Regions from separate parts of the Ovis aries genome. Here region 2 is linked to region 1. A link is a contact called in public Hi-C data. All regions are on one chromosome and are shown on one strand. Each heading gives the region's core, a stretch centred on a gene start, on an enhancer-like site or on the middle of the called end of the contact. The rest is flanking DNA. Distances are from core to core; before and after follow the strand shown. Region 1 overlaps PRDM12 (PR/SET domain 12). Region 2 overlaps ASS1 (argininosuccinate synthase 1).

What was found. A called contact is a pair of places that touch in the nucleus more often than the background predicts.
Region 2: a Hi-C map of hypothalamus shows a contact between it and region 1, with 6 times the contacts expected there. The contact joins two enhancer-like sites. A contact is called at or near these places in 12 of 16 Hi-C or Micro-C datasets (blood, hypothalamus, liver and 7 more).

The regions. Positions count from the first base shown.
Region 1 is chr3:5,940,179-5,946,642 of ARS-UI_Ramb_v3.0, reverse strand. It overlaps PRDM12 (PR/SET domain 12), which reads left to right. Exons shown (of 5, transcript XM_027968320.2): 5 at 519-925. The coding sequence ends at 925. Among named protein-coding and RNA genes, the nearest start is that of EXOSC2, 6.9 kb to the right of the region's middle. Within about 2 kb of position 2,127, at least 6 of the 54 cell types and tissues checked have an H3K27ac peak or open chromatin away from gene starts, as enhancers often do. A contact at or near this core is called in hypothalamus, where this site is marked.
Region 2 is chr3:6,119,244-6,125,373 of ARS-UI_Ramb_v3.0, reverse strand. ASS1 (argininosuccinate synthase 1) reads left to right here. Exons shown (of 15, transcript XM_042245529.1): 5 at 480-536; 6 at 2,493-2,567; 7 at 5,762-5,832; 8 at 6,020-6,050. Among named protein-coding and RNA genes, the nearest start is that of ASS1, 21 kb to the left of the region's middle. Within about 2 kb of position 4,248, at least 3 of the 54 cell types and tissues checked have an H3K27ac peak or open chromatin away from gene starts, as enhancers often do. A contact at or near this core is called in hypothalamus, where this site is marked.

The sequences.
Region 1 (6,464 bases), core at 878-3,377:
AGAGGATAATTACTTAACAATACCGTGATGGCTTTTGCCTTACATCAACATGAATGGGCCACAGGGCATCCATGTGTCCCCTCCATCCCTCCCCACCTCCCTCCCCACCTCATCCCTCCAGCTTGTCACAAAGCACCTGGCTTTGGGTGCCCTGCCTTCACGTAGGTTCTCATTGTACTGGATGAGAAACTTGAGGCTTCCCCGAGAGGGTAAGTCACTAAGTCCCCGAGATCTCGCAGCATGGATCTGGAGTCCAACTCCTAACGGATGCCAGGTCAGGGCGCTCGCTGCCCCTTTCCACCCCCTGTGCGGCGCCCCCAATCAGTCGGCGGAAGGGTCACCCCGACTGATTGATGATCCGAGGCGGCTGAGCCCCGGGAGGGCGCCCCTTGGGGAGGCGTACGGGGGGGTGGGGCGTGGTGTCGAGCCGCCGGCCTCGGGGATGCTAACGAGGCTGCTCTCTCTTTCTCCTTCTTCCCGCCTGCCCGACCCCACCCGGACTCTGCCCGCGCGGCCAGAGGACTTTCACCCCGCGGACTCGGCGGCGGGCACTGCGGGCCGCATGCGCTGCGTCATCTGCCACCGCGGCTTCAACTCGCGCAGCAACCTGCGCTCGCACATGCGCATCCACACGCTGGACAAGCCCTTCGTTTGCCGCTTTTGCAACCGCCGCTTCAGCCAGTCGTCCACGCTGCGCAACCACGTGCGCCTGCACACAGGCGAGCGCCCCTACAAGTGCCAGGTGTGCCAGAGCGCCTACTCCCAGCTGGCCGGCCTGCGCGCCCACCAGAAGAGCGCGCGCCACCGGCCGCCCAGCGCCGCGCTGCAGGCCCACTCGCCAGCTCTGCCCGCGCCGCACGCGCACGCGCCCGCGCTCGCCGCCGCCGCCGCCGCCGCGCACCACCTGCCGGCCATGGTGCTGTGAGCCCCTGCGCCTGCGTGCGCGGCCCCGCTTCCCCCGCGCGCCCCCGCTCACCCCCGCGCGCCCCCGCCGCCCAGACCCCAGGCCGCCACGCGACACCTGCCGCCCAAGGTGCTGTGAGCACCTGCGCCTGCGTGCGCGCCCCCGCTCCCCGCGCCCGCGCGTCCCCGCTCCCCGCGCCCGCGCGCCCGCGCCTCCCATTCCCCGGGCCGCCGCGCGACACGTGGCTGTCATCTGTCCCGACGCGACCCCCGGCTGTAGGCGCGCCCCAGAAATGACGCCCAGGCTTACTCTCTTCCCCCCAGTTTCGCACAGGAGGACCCTGAGGGGCGAAGTCCCTCTCCCAGGCCTTCCCTCCCCTCTCCCCGACATCGGCCACCTCTTCTTCAGACGGTCCCCGAGTCGCGCGCCTCTTGAGTCGGCTGACCGGGATGATATAGCCCCCTCGTGGGTGGCCGGAGAGGGGACTGAAAGCCTCCGAGGGTCCTCAGCGAGGGGGAGGGGAAAGGCAGACTCCCACCACCCTCACAGAGAGCCGCGTGCTGGGAATGGAGAGCGACCTCCCTGTCCCAGGGTGGGCACAGCGGGGCTGGCACGCGCCATCTCTCTCCTCCCTCCTCAGGGACTGCTATCCTGCAGTGTCGCCCCCTCCTTGAGAGCTGGGGGCTGGCGGGCTCAGGGGCAGCCAGAGGAGGCCGGAGAGACCTGCCCTTCCCTGCGAGGATGGGGTGGGGGGTGCTTCTCTCCTCCGGGCCACCTGCCCCCCACCCCAAAATGGGCTCCCTGGGGACACACAAGGCACAAATGTGCCAAACAGGCTGAGAAGGAAGGCAAAACCGCGGTGGCTCAGCGGTGAAGAATCTGCCTGCCATGCAGGAGACCAGCTTCGATCCCTGGGTGGGGAAGATCCCTGGAGGAGGGCACAGCAACCCACTCCAGTATTCTTGCCTGGAGAATCCCATGGACAGAGGAGTGCAAAGAGTAGGACACGACTGAAGCGGCTTAAGCACGCACCAAGGCAAAATAGAAGTCCACTCCCTGGGATAAGGCCTGCCTCTCTTTGGGCCTACGCTTCCCCTATCCCCATCTGTAAAATGAGAGAATTGGACCAACGCCACCTCGCCTTCAGCTCTAACGTCAAGCTTGGAAAGGGGATGCGGGGCCCTCCTCACCACCCTCCGGCACCAGGAGGCCAAGACTGGCTTTTCGGCCCGGAAAGCATCTCCGAGCGGTGCGGGATGTCAGGAGGTTCCGCCCTTGGCTCCGTCCGGTTTCCCCACGGTCCGGGCCATGGGCGCCCTCTAGTGTCGCCTTTCCCACCTTGCAGTCATTTACTAGAATCCCGCCTAGGGCGTTTTGTAAAATAAACTATAATGATGAAAAGTATAAAATGTATAGAGTTTTCAAGAACCTGTGCTCTACTTCCAGAAAACGGTCACTTTAACTTTGTATATACTTATCTTAAATGATATTTACGAACCTGTGATATATATTATTTGATTGTACATGTAGAACTGTAAATACATTTGTACCTCTCTTGTATTCTAAAATAAAATTTACTTGGAACATTTACCACTTAGCATCTGAATGGGTCGACGCTTTTGTCTGCATGAAAGGGGAATGTGGAAAATACCTAGGAGTTGGAGAGCGGGCAGGAAGAGTTGTTTCACCTACTGGTTTTTAAAATAACCATCCTTGTCGCAGCTGGGGCATCAGCTCCCCAGAGAGAAGGCCACAGTATAAAGCAGTCAAGGCTCACAAGGCGCTGGGCAGATTCCTCCTAGTTCCCAGCTGACTCTCAAATATCAGTGTCTTGCTTTGTTACTGCCCCCAAATCTTCGCTGCTTTTTTAATTAATTTTCATGGACAGCTTGAAGGAATCCATGCAGCCTGTGCAGGTGGACCAAGATGGACATCAAGTACCCTCCCAATGCCCAGAATTTCAAAACGCTCTGGTGCCCATTTCCAGACCCTCCTTCAGGAACAACAAAGAGCAGGGAGGTCATCAGTGTAGAGCCAGGCCCTGGCTGTCCTCTCCAGGACCTCCTGGCCAGGAGAAGGTGCACAAACTGGGAAGTGTGAGTTCATGCCTGTGCCCCAGCATGTAACAGCCGTGAGGCTGTCACCCTTCCAACCTGCTGGCATCCATCAGGCTCACCTCTCTGTGTATTCTAGCTGTGTACACACACACACACACACCCCTGAAGATGCTGGAATTCACACTTGTACATACAGGCCATGCCCATTTGGAGCTTCAGGTATTCCCAAAGACCCAGTACTTCGGGAACTGATGTCTTTGGTGCCAGTGGGGACATCACTCTTCGTACTCTTCCGCTTCATCCCGTTAGAAATCTTTCTTCGCCTTTGATTCCTCGAGAGACGTTTTCCGATGCCTCTGATGGCCCCTGGCCTTCCCCTCCTCTCACTGCAACGGCATTGTCAGACTTCATAAAAGTCAGTGGGCCGGCCCTTGATCAAAAATCTAAATTGCTTTCTGTAGGTAATTTTATGAAGTTCCAACCGGCAGATCTGAAGGGCAACAGCCCCTGCTCCAGAACCCACCTGGTGGCAGCAGGCTGTAATTGCAGACTGAAGTGCTTGTGTTCGATATCGTTGCTGGCACTAGAGATAACAAGATGAGCAGGGAGGCATTGGCTGCCTGAAGGACTGCACGCACGTGGGGGCTTCTCTGGTGGCTCAGCTGGTAAAGAATCCGCCTGCAATGTGGGAAACTTGGGTTCGATCCCTGTGTTGGAAAGATCCCCTGGAGAAAGGAAAGGCTACCCACTCCAGTATTCTGGCCTGGAGAATTCCATGGGCTTTACAGTCCCAAAGAGTCATGTCCCAACCCAAACAGTCGTGTCCCAAAGAGTTGGACACGACTGAGTGACTTTCACTCCTTGCTGGGAGGCTTGATACTCAAAGCTTAATCTCTTACTTTGTTCACTTTTTCAGCAGGGGGCTCGGGCTCCTTTCCCAAGAGTGCATGTCCCCCTGCTCCCAACAGAGGCACACAAATACACCACCTCCCAGTCAGCCCGCAGATTCAATCCGAAGGGCTTGCTGCATATCATATAGGCATGCGGTATAGACCAGCTGGTCAAAGGGTAAAAATAAATAATTAAGTCTTTTAGGATATTCAAAAATAAAATAAGAAATAAAAACAGATCAAATTACTTCCTTGCTTAGAACACTTCTGTCAGCTTCCCTTTTCCCAAGAATGAAATCCAGGTTCATCTTTGCCTGACTCTGCCCGTCTGCGACTGAACCTGCTCCCTCACCCAGTACACACGCTGCAGCCAGAGGTGCTGGCACCGCGGATGTATGTGCTTCTGCTACTGTCTTGACCTTGTAGCCTGAATCTTGGAAAACTCACTTATTCATTCTTGTAGCTTTGGGAAGTTAGATTACGTAGGACCTCTGTGTACACGATAATGTTGTGTGTGATTAAGGCAGTTTTATTCTTTTTTCCAATCAATATGACTATCATGTCTTTTTTTATTGCATGGTTCAGGACCGCTGGGTATAGAGAGTTCTAGATAGAGGTCACTGCTCTGTGTTTGAAACTCTACTTGGCCATTCACTAGCTGGGTGAACTTGGACAAGTGAATTAATGTCTGTGTGTCTCAACTTCCTCAAATGACAAATGGGGTGATACTTGGCTCCTAAGGAGATTGTGAGGACTAAGTGGGACAATGGATGTAAGTGAAATACATGACTTGGGATCTGGCATGTGGTAAGTGCTCAGCAAATGGAAACCATTGTTAACACAAGGATGCCTTTGGTGGAGTGAAGGGTTGTGGCTGCTTCTATCACCCACCTCACTGGGCATCCCCCAGGGGCATCTAAGGCAGCTGTCCATCACCCCATCTCCTGCCCTTTCCATTAGCCATTATCCTCGGAGCTCTTGAAATGGAGGAACAGATATTCTAAGCTCTCAGCTTCCTTCCCACTTTGGGGCTGGTCTGCTAGGCTGCAGGGCCATGATGAGGTGGGACAGATTAAGGACAACGGCTTGTTAGCACCCATCCTGACTGCTTCCCATGGCATGGCTGCCTTGGGGAAGTCAAACTTTGTGCATGTTGGCTCAGGGCTTCAAGGGTGGGTGTTGTGGGAGAACCAGGCTACCTGGTCTGTTCTGATGGGTCTTTGGAGTCCTGTAGAGGCACTTCTGACACGCGCTATCAAGGTGATAGACAGCTGCCTTAGTCACAAGTCTGCCCAAATGTAAGACAAGGAGGGACAGACTGCCATTCTTAAAATTCGTGGACATGCTTAAGAGCTGCCATAGGCATCAAAACTGTTTCTGATATTTTGGGGAGAGGCAGTCCTCAAAACATGAGGTCCTTGGGTGGAAATCTTTGTGCACGTCTCTGACTGCAAAACTTCTAGGGACCGGGGGCTGGGGGGAGGAATTCCCTGGTGGTCCAGTGGTTAGGACTGCATGCTTCCGAAGAGCTCAGGGCTAGAGGGCTCCTGCTGCCTCTGTTTTCACACTTTTCCTGATTTCCTTTTTGGTTACTTTCACTCAGAGTTCTCTGTGGCCCTCAACCCAACTCCCGAGTGTCAACAGTTCCTGGCCTTCAAGGCTCATTTGAACACCATTGCTGTCAGGAGGTCTTTCTGTCCTCCTCTCAACCCTCTGATCCCTGAGCTCCTGACCGAACACCCTGATGCCTGGGGTAGAAACGCTCCAGAAATGCTTGCGGAATAAGTTCATTCATTCCACAGATGTTTGCTGAGTGCTGTTCTGAGAGTACCTGGGTTTGTTTTTCTATTTTTTCATCCTGTGACTGCTCTGCATGGCATCTGGGATCTAGTTCCCTAACCAGGGGAAAATTCAGTGACAAGAACTAAAACAGGATCAAGTGATAGAAACAGGACTAGTCTAGATAAGGTGGTCAGGAATTCTTCTCCAAGGAGGTGATATATGTGTTGAGATCTAAGTGAGGAGGAGATGCAGGAAGACCTGGGAGGAAGAGCGTTCCACACAGACAGCACCAAAAGTATACACGTCCTCGGTGCCAGCACCTCTGGCTGCAGCGTATGTACTGGGTGAGGGAGCAGGTTCAGTCGCAGACGGGCAGAGTCAGGCAAATATGAATCTGGATTTCATTCTTGGGAAAAGGGAAGCTGCCAGAAGTGTTCTAAGCAAGGAAGTACTTTAATCTGATCTGTTTTTATTTCTTATTTTATTTTTGAATATCCTAAAAGACTTACTTATTTTTACCCTTTCCATTATGGTTTATTTTTAAAAAGTGAAAGTTAGTCACTCAGTTGTGTCGGACTCTTTGTGATCCCATGGACTGTAGCCCACCAGGCTCCTCTGTCCATGGGATTTCCCAGGCAAGAATACTGGAGTGGGTTGCCAGTCCCTTCTCCAGGGGATCTTCCCAACCCAGGAATTGAACCCAGGTCTCCTGCATTGTGGGAAGATTCTTTTACCATTTGAGCTACCAGTGAAGCCCGGTATGGTTTATTACAGGATAGTATATATAGTTGCCTGTGCTATACAGGAGAACTTTTTTTTTTTTTTCTTTAT
Region 2 (6,130 bases), core at 2,999-5,498, 180 kb before region 1:
TATATGCGCCGCCCCCCCCCCACCCCCCAGAGAGTGGACATACATGATGACCCATGTGCGAGGCCTGTCGCGTTCCCAGGCACACCCACCTGTGCCTGTGCACGCCATGGCCTACAGCCCCCACCGGCCACGGCGCACCCTCACACCGGTGCACACAGAGGTTCCGATCGTCGCGTCTCAGTCGCACCATCACGTGGGCATCTTGTGCGTATACATCCTGCATGTTCGAGTCCCCTCACAGCTCGGCTCTGCACTCAGGGAGACCTGGGTTCGAGTCCAGGGCAGAAAGCGTGCTCCAAGAAAGCCCAGTGTTCATCTTTTAGACGGCTTGGTAGCACCCGGTTCAGGAGGGGAGAGCCTGTGCGGGACAGGAGCACCCAGGGGGCACCGTCGAAGGTCGCCCGGCACTGCCTCTGCCCTGAACCCTCCCAACCAGTCCCCATTCTGTGGCTCCTGAAACCCCCTGTTGTATGTTTCAGGGGAACGACCAGATCCGGTTTGAGCTCACCTGCTACTCGCTGGCCCCCCAGATCAAGGTAGGATGTTGCTTCTCTCCTCTAAAAGGGTAGGTGCTGGTAGCTGAGGCCCAGGGTGGGGAGAACAGGGCATGGGGCTCACTGGGAGGTTCCCCAGACAGGGGCCTTGTGGCGGGTGGTGCCCTTCTTCCATGGAGCACTCCCTCCACTTACCCCAGCTGCAGGGGACAGCACTCTGTCCCTGACCATTCGTCCTTCCTGAAGAGGCTGCCCCGGCATCTGGGTGGGTCAGGCACTGGACGGAAAGATGGGGCCACCCTTCCAGCAGCATCCTTGCGGGTCCACGCCTACCTTCCCACGTGCGGACTAGGACCATTCTGGGCTGATTTCAGGGCTGCTCACAGCCCTCCACCCCGGCGGGAGCCGCCCAGCTCAGGCCCCCTCCTTCTCCGCTGCCTGAACCAGACTCCGGGTTCTTGGATTCCTTCCTGGGAGGGGGAAAAGCAGGCCCAGGCCTCTGGGCATCTAGTGAACAGAGCCCAGAGCAGAGCTTCACTGCGCGCTGCAAACGCGAGTCCCAGGGTGATTATTTCGATTTTTCTAGTGGCCCCGTCAAAAAACCAAGATGAAAAACAACAGGTAATGTCATTTTAATGATACGTTTTATTGAACCTTGTATATCCAAAATGGTGTCATTCAACGTTATCGATGTTGAAATAGTTTACATTCTTTCCGTACAAAGTCTTTAAGAGCCGCTGTGTGCTCTCCACTTAGAACCGGGACCAGTCACAGTTCAGGCCTCCGAGGCCATGTGTGGCCCCTGGCTCCCACTTTGGACAGTGTGGGTGGGCGTGGCTCCAAGCTTCTTTGCGGCCACTTCCAGCTAAAGCTACAAAAGATGTGCCCTTCCCAAGTCCGCAAGGGGCCCTAAGGGCTTTCATTTTTTTCTTTTAAGTGGAACCTCTTTCTCTGTCCCTTTAACCAATCAGCCAGCAGCTGCTTAGGGGGTGAGAGTGGCCCAGAGGTGAGCAGTCGTAAGCTCTAGTGATCTGCTTTGACCCCAAACACCAGGAGGCAGAGAAGCCCCCCAAACAGAAGCTGCGTGTTGATGCTGCAGGCGTGTGGGCCTGGGCCCTGGCCTGACCCCGACTCTCTGTTCCCACAGCAACTTGGGGGGTCAGGGTGTCTGGTTTCTGGGTCTTTGTCTGCAGAAGCCAAGCCCAGGGGTGGAATGGGGCTTGGTAATGGGGCCCCAAGCTGGTCTCTGGGAACCAGGATGAGGCCAGAGGGTGCTCCGCCCAGGCTCTGCTCATTCCAGGACTTGGGTGGGGGGCACAGCCACCCCAGCCCCACCAGCACCCCCAGCCTAGAAATCAAACCAGCTTCTCCATCTAGATGACACCTCCCCACCCTCAGTTGAGCAGAGGCCTGGCTGGCTTCAAGGCTGAGTAGGGGCTCTTCTTGGGCGACCTGTCCCTGACCCTCCACCCCCAGGCTGGTAGGATGAGTTCTGTGCCTCCACTCATGCTCCAGTTCCCTTCCTTTCCCCCACCCAGAGCAGCCCTGGGGGTGGGGGGTGGGAGGGTGGCAGGAGGGGGGTGGGTCGGAGGATGTGCTTGAGCCCCCGCAGGGCCAGGCTGGGTGGCTTTAGTCACCAGGAGCAGGGGGCGCCCTGGACCTCTGGACAGGAGTGCATCGAGAAACTTGAGGCTTGTCTGGTTCAAACCCTCACGTCTCAGTTGGGGAGACTGAGATCCAGAAGGGCAGGGACCTGCCTGGGGACACGCAGCCATTCTGCCATGGAACTCAAGCTTTCTCCAAAACCACCCTCTGGGATGGCAGGCTATGTCCTTCCCCTGCCTAAGGGGGTCCCCTGCCCACCGACCTTCCTGTGGGCTACACTGATCCCCCCACCCAGGCTACCGGTGGACCCTCAGGCCCCTTATCAGAGAAGGTGGCTCTGCAGCTTCAGCGCCTGGAGGAATCAGCAGGCCTGACTCCTTGTCTCGTGTCCAGGTCATCGCTCCCTGGAGGATGCCCGAGTTCTATAACCGCTTCCAGGGCCGCAACGATCTGATGGAGTACGCGAAGGTAAGGCCGGACTCTGCCATCACCCCGGCCCTCGTCCACTGCCCCCCCAGGCATGTCCCTCCAGAGGTTCGAGACTGGGGCTGGTACCCGTGCCTGGGGACCAAACCTCAGCCCTGGTGCCCTCCCCCAGCACCTGTTCCCTGGGCCAGCCCCACAGAACTAACTGTGGTCCTCGCCAGGACTGAGCATCTCTCAGGTCACCCCGCCCCCCACCCCACCCCAGGCTACCCAGCGGGAGGACACCAGTGCCCCTCCGTTTCCCGCTCAGATTGGCACCTCTGCGGTGTGTGTCACTCAGACGGGGCTGTGAGCGAGGCTGTTCTCTGCCCCTAATTACCTGACTAATTGTCCCCGGTGCTTTCGCAGGAACAAGTAGGTGCTCCGAGGGCCAGAGGCAGACAAAGGCTTCTGCAGCACCAGCCCTTTTTGAAGTACAAGTTGCAAGAAAACAGATTAGAAGTTTTGCATCAAGATCCTTAGCCACTCCCCAGGGTACCTTTCTTTTTAGCGACTCGGTGGCAGCGCTTGACAAACAGCCTCAATCAATCAGACAGGGGAAAGCAACCTGGTGCACGCACCAGAAAATTGCTCGGGTTTTTAAATAGCAGTCGCCAGGGCTGGCTGTGAGCTCTCGCTGCAGCCAAGGTGCCGCGTGGCGGGGGACGCGGCGGGGACCCAGCCCTGCCCCTACCGTCAGCATCCCATTAAGACCTGGAGAGCTCCGAGGAGAGATCTCCTCGACCATCTGTTGTTTTATTATTAAAAGGGGAGTTTACAAGAGCAAGCCCATATGTTGCCAAACAAATTTCCAAATAGCAGAGCTATTAAGGGAACGGGGTTAGAGGCTTTCTTCCCCTCCTTGGTCTCCTTGAGGATACAGAATCTGAAGCACGTTTTATCTTGAAGAATAATGAATCTGGAGCCCCGGCCCATCCCTGTTCTCACGCCAGCAGTCGTGGTTGGAGAAAGGGCTGACCCGTAATGCTGTCCTTCGTTTCTGTGAAGCTCCCAAGCAGAAGCAGCTCCTGGGTTTTGCCAGAATTTCTGAAATCATTGTTTGTCCCAAGGTTCTTGGCTCAGCTTCTGTCTTAAATAACCTTTTAAACAGGAAAGTTTGCCCTGGCGAGAGAGTCTGGGTCGCCACCACTGAGCCTCCCTCAGAGGCTGGTATCAGAATCGAGCTCTGAAAAATCTGACCACGTTCTAGAATGATGGCCGTGTCTCTGCACCCGGGAGTGACCGGAATAATTGAGCAGCAGCCAGACTCTGTCCAAAACTCAGAGCCACGCAGCTGCTTCAGCTGAGACAAAAATCAATGGGGCTTTGAAAAAGCCCCGCTTTTGAGACCCGTTAAGTCACCCAGGCCACAAGGTGCTGTAGGGAGACTCATGGCAAACATGCATTTGTATCACTCTCCATCTCCCCCCACCCAAATCCATCATCCAACGGGAAAACCACTCAGAATCACCCCATCCTTATCACTGTCACCATAATTCTTTTAAAGCCAACATGCAAGGTCGGGTCCGGAAAGCGGGGCGTCGTCTGTGTACACGCAAGAGGCAGTTTTGTTTTTTGTTGGCAGTTGTATCCAGAGTTTCCGGGGTGTGGGTGTGTGTGTTGGCGGGGAGCTCAGGACAGAGAAGGGAAGGGAAACAAGCCTCTTTGGTTGAGGGCCTGTGTTTGGCATTTGTGTGTGTCTCCCTGCCGAGGAAGGGTTGCCGGTCCTGTTCTTCTCTCTTTGCTCCAGCAGAGCCCCAGTGGGAGAGAGAAAAGGCAAGAGTGGTTCCAAACCACCCCCCAGAAGAAAGGCTCCAAGGAACCTGCCCACTGGCTCTCTCAGCCCCCAGCCCGGGGAGCTGAAATCTCCTCTGCGGGGATTTCAGCCCAGTTGGCACAGACAGGGTCCTGGTCCCCACACCGGGCCTTCTCTGCCTGGAGACAGAACAGGGCGAGCATGTGGTTTTGACTCTGGGCGCCTCTGCAGGGCAAGGAGCCCCCGACATAGATCAGCCTCGAAGTGAAGTGTTCCGTTCACCCGTGTGGTCTCCACTGAAGAGGATGCAGATTTTAGAGCGGATGTGGGCTGTTGCTTTAAAAACGGAGTTTCTTGGTAAAACTGGAAAAAATATCCAGAAGGTTTAATCTATTTTGAAATTTTAAGGTGGTGATGAAGGAAACAGCAGGTCCCTGGAGGAAGCCTCTAGAATCTTAGTTGTGGGTATGAGCTGAGCCAGGGCAGAGAGCTGTCCGGAAAGATGGGGTACTGCTAGTGGAGACTGGTGGGACCCACCTGGGCGAGGTGCTGAAAAGGGGGGCCTAGGAGGCAGAGCGGAAGTCTTGCTGATTTATAGGGGCTGGGCTAGGCTGGCGTAGCTGTCTTCTGTAGCTGGTGTACCCAGGAGAAGCAAGCAGGATGGTATCCTGTGCTGGATCCAACCAGGTGTCAGCCTGGGTGGCAAGGGACAGCTCAGGAAGCAAAGATGTCTTTAATACCAAAGACCTTCAATGCGTCACCCACAGCCTTTCAGGCCCAGGGTCTCCGGGGGGTCTCCCCCTAAACAAAGAATTGGATCATTTGGGAAGCAAAGCGTCATCAGATGGAGGGTTACTCCTCTTCAGGGCTGCAGGGTGGTGCACGTGGTGACCACAGGCAGAGAGGAGACGTGGGCCCAGGGAGTGCCCAGCCGCACCCTGGGAACAAGTGTCCTGAACCAGAGGCTCCCGTGGGCGCCTCTTGCTTCCTTGGGTGAGCATTAAGCACCCCCGTGGGTGCGCATGCCTTGGTCGAAATCCACAGTGAAAACTGGGTCCATGCCACCTCCCAGCTCATAGGGTGGCGGTCCACGGACGGTGCTGGGAAACCCTCAGCACCTGACGTGTGGGCTCAGAATCTTCTGGAAGAAACCTCCAAGGTCAGCATGCACTCCACAGCATCTCGGACACTAGGTCTTAGAGTCTCTCTACCTGGGGGTGTTCAAAAATGGGGCCATCACTCCCCAGGCCAGCCTGGGGTGGGGAGAAGGAGACTGTGGGGGCAGGGGGCGGTCCAGGGTCTTGTTGGCCTGGGAGCCAGAGTTTGGGGGTGTCTTTGACTTTGAAAGGAAACCGAGGCAGGCAGGCCTGACTCTCATGTCCTTCAAGCTGCCTTGTGCCGACACTGTCTTACCTGTGTTGTCTTAACCTCTTACCTGCAGCAACATGGAATCCCCGTCCCAGTCACCCCCAAGAACCCGTGGAGCATGGATGAGAACCTGATGCATATCAGGTAAGACGGACCTGCCTGTCCACCGCTCCTCCAGGCCTCGGGGAGCACCCACCCGTCTGGGTCATGATGGGCCCTCATGGACGGAGCCCGGCGGCCTCAGGGAGGGCAGACCGCCTCTTGTTGGTGTGTCCCTCTGTTCCTCCTGCACTGACCCCCCTCCTCTGTCTTCCTTCTTTCTCCCCTGCAGCTACGAGGCTGGAATCCTGGAGAACCCCAAGGTAATCCCCCGTTCCCCCGAGCCCAGTCTTTTGGTTTTGGCTGCTCCATGCCGACACGGTCTGGTGTGTTTGTAGCCTAA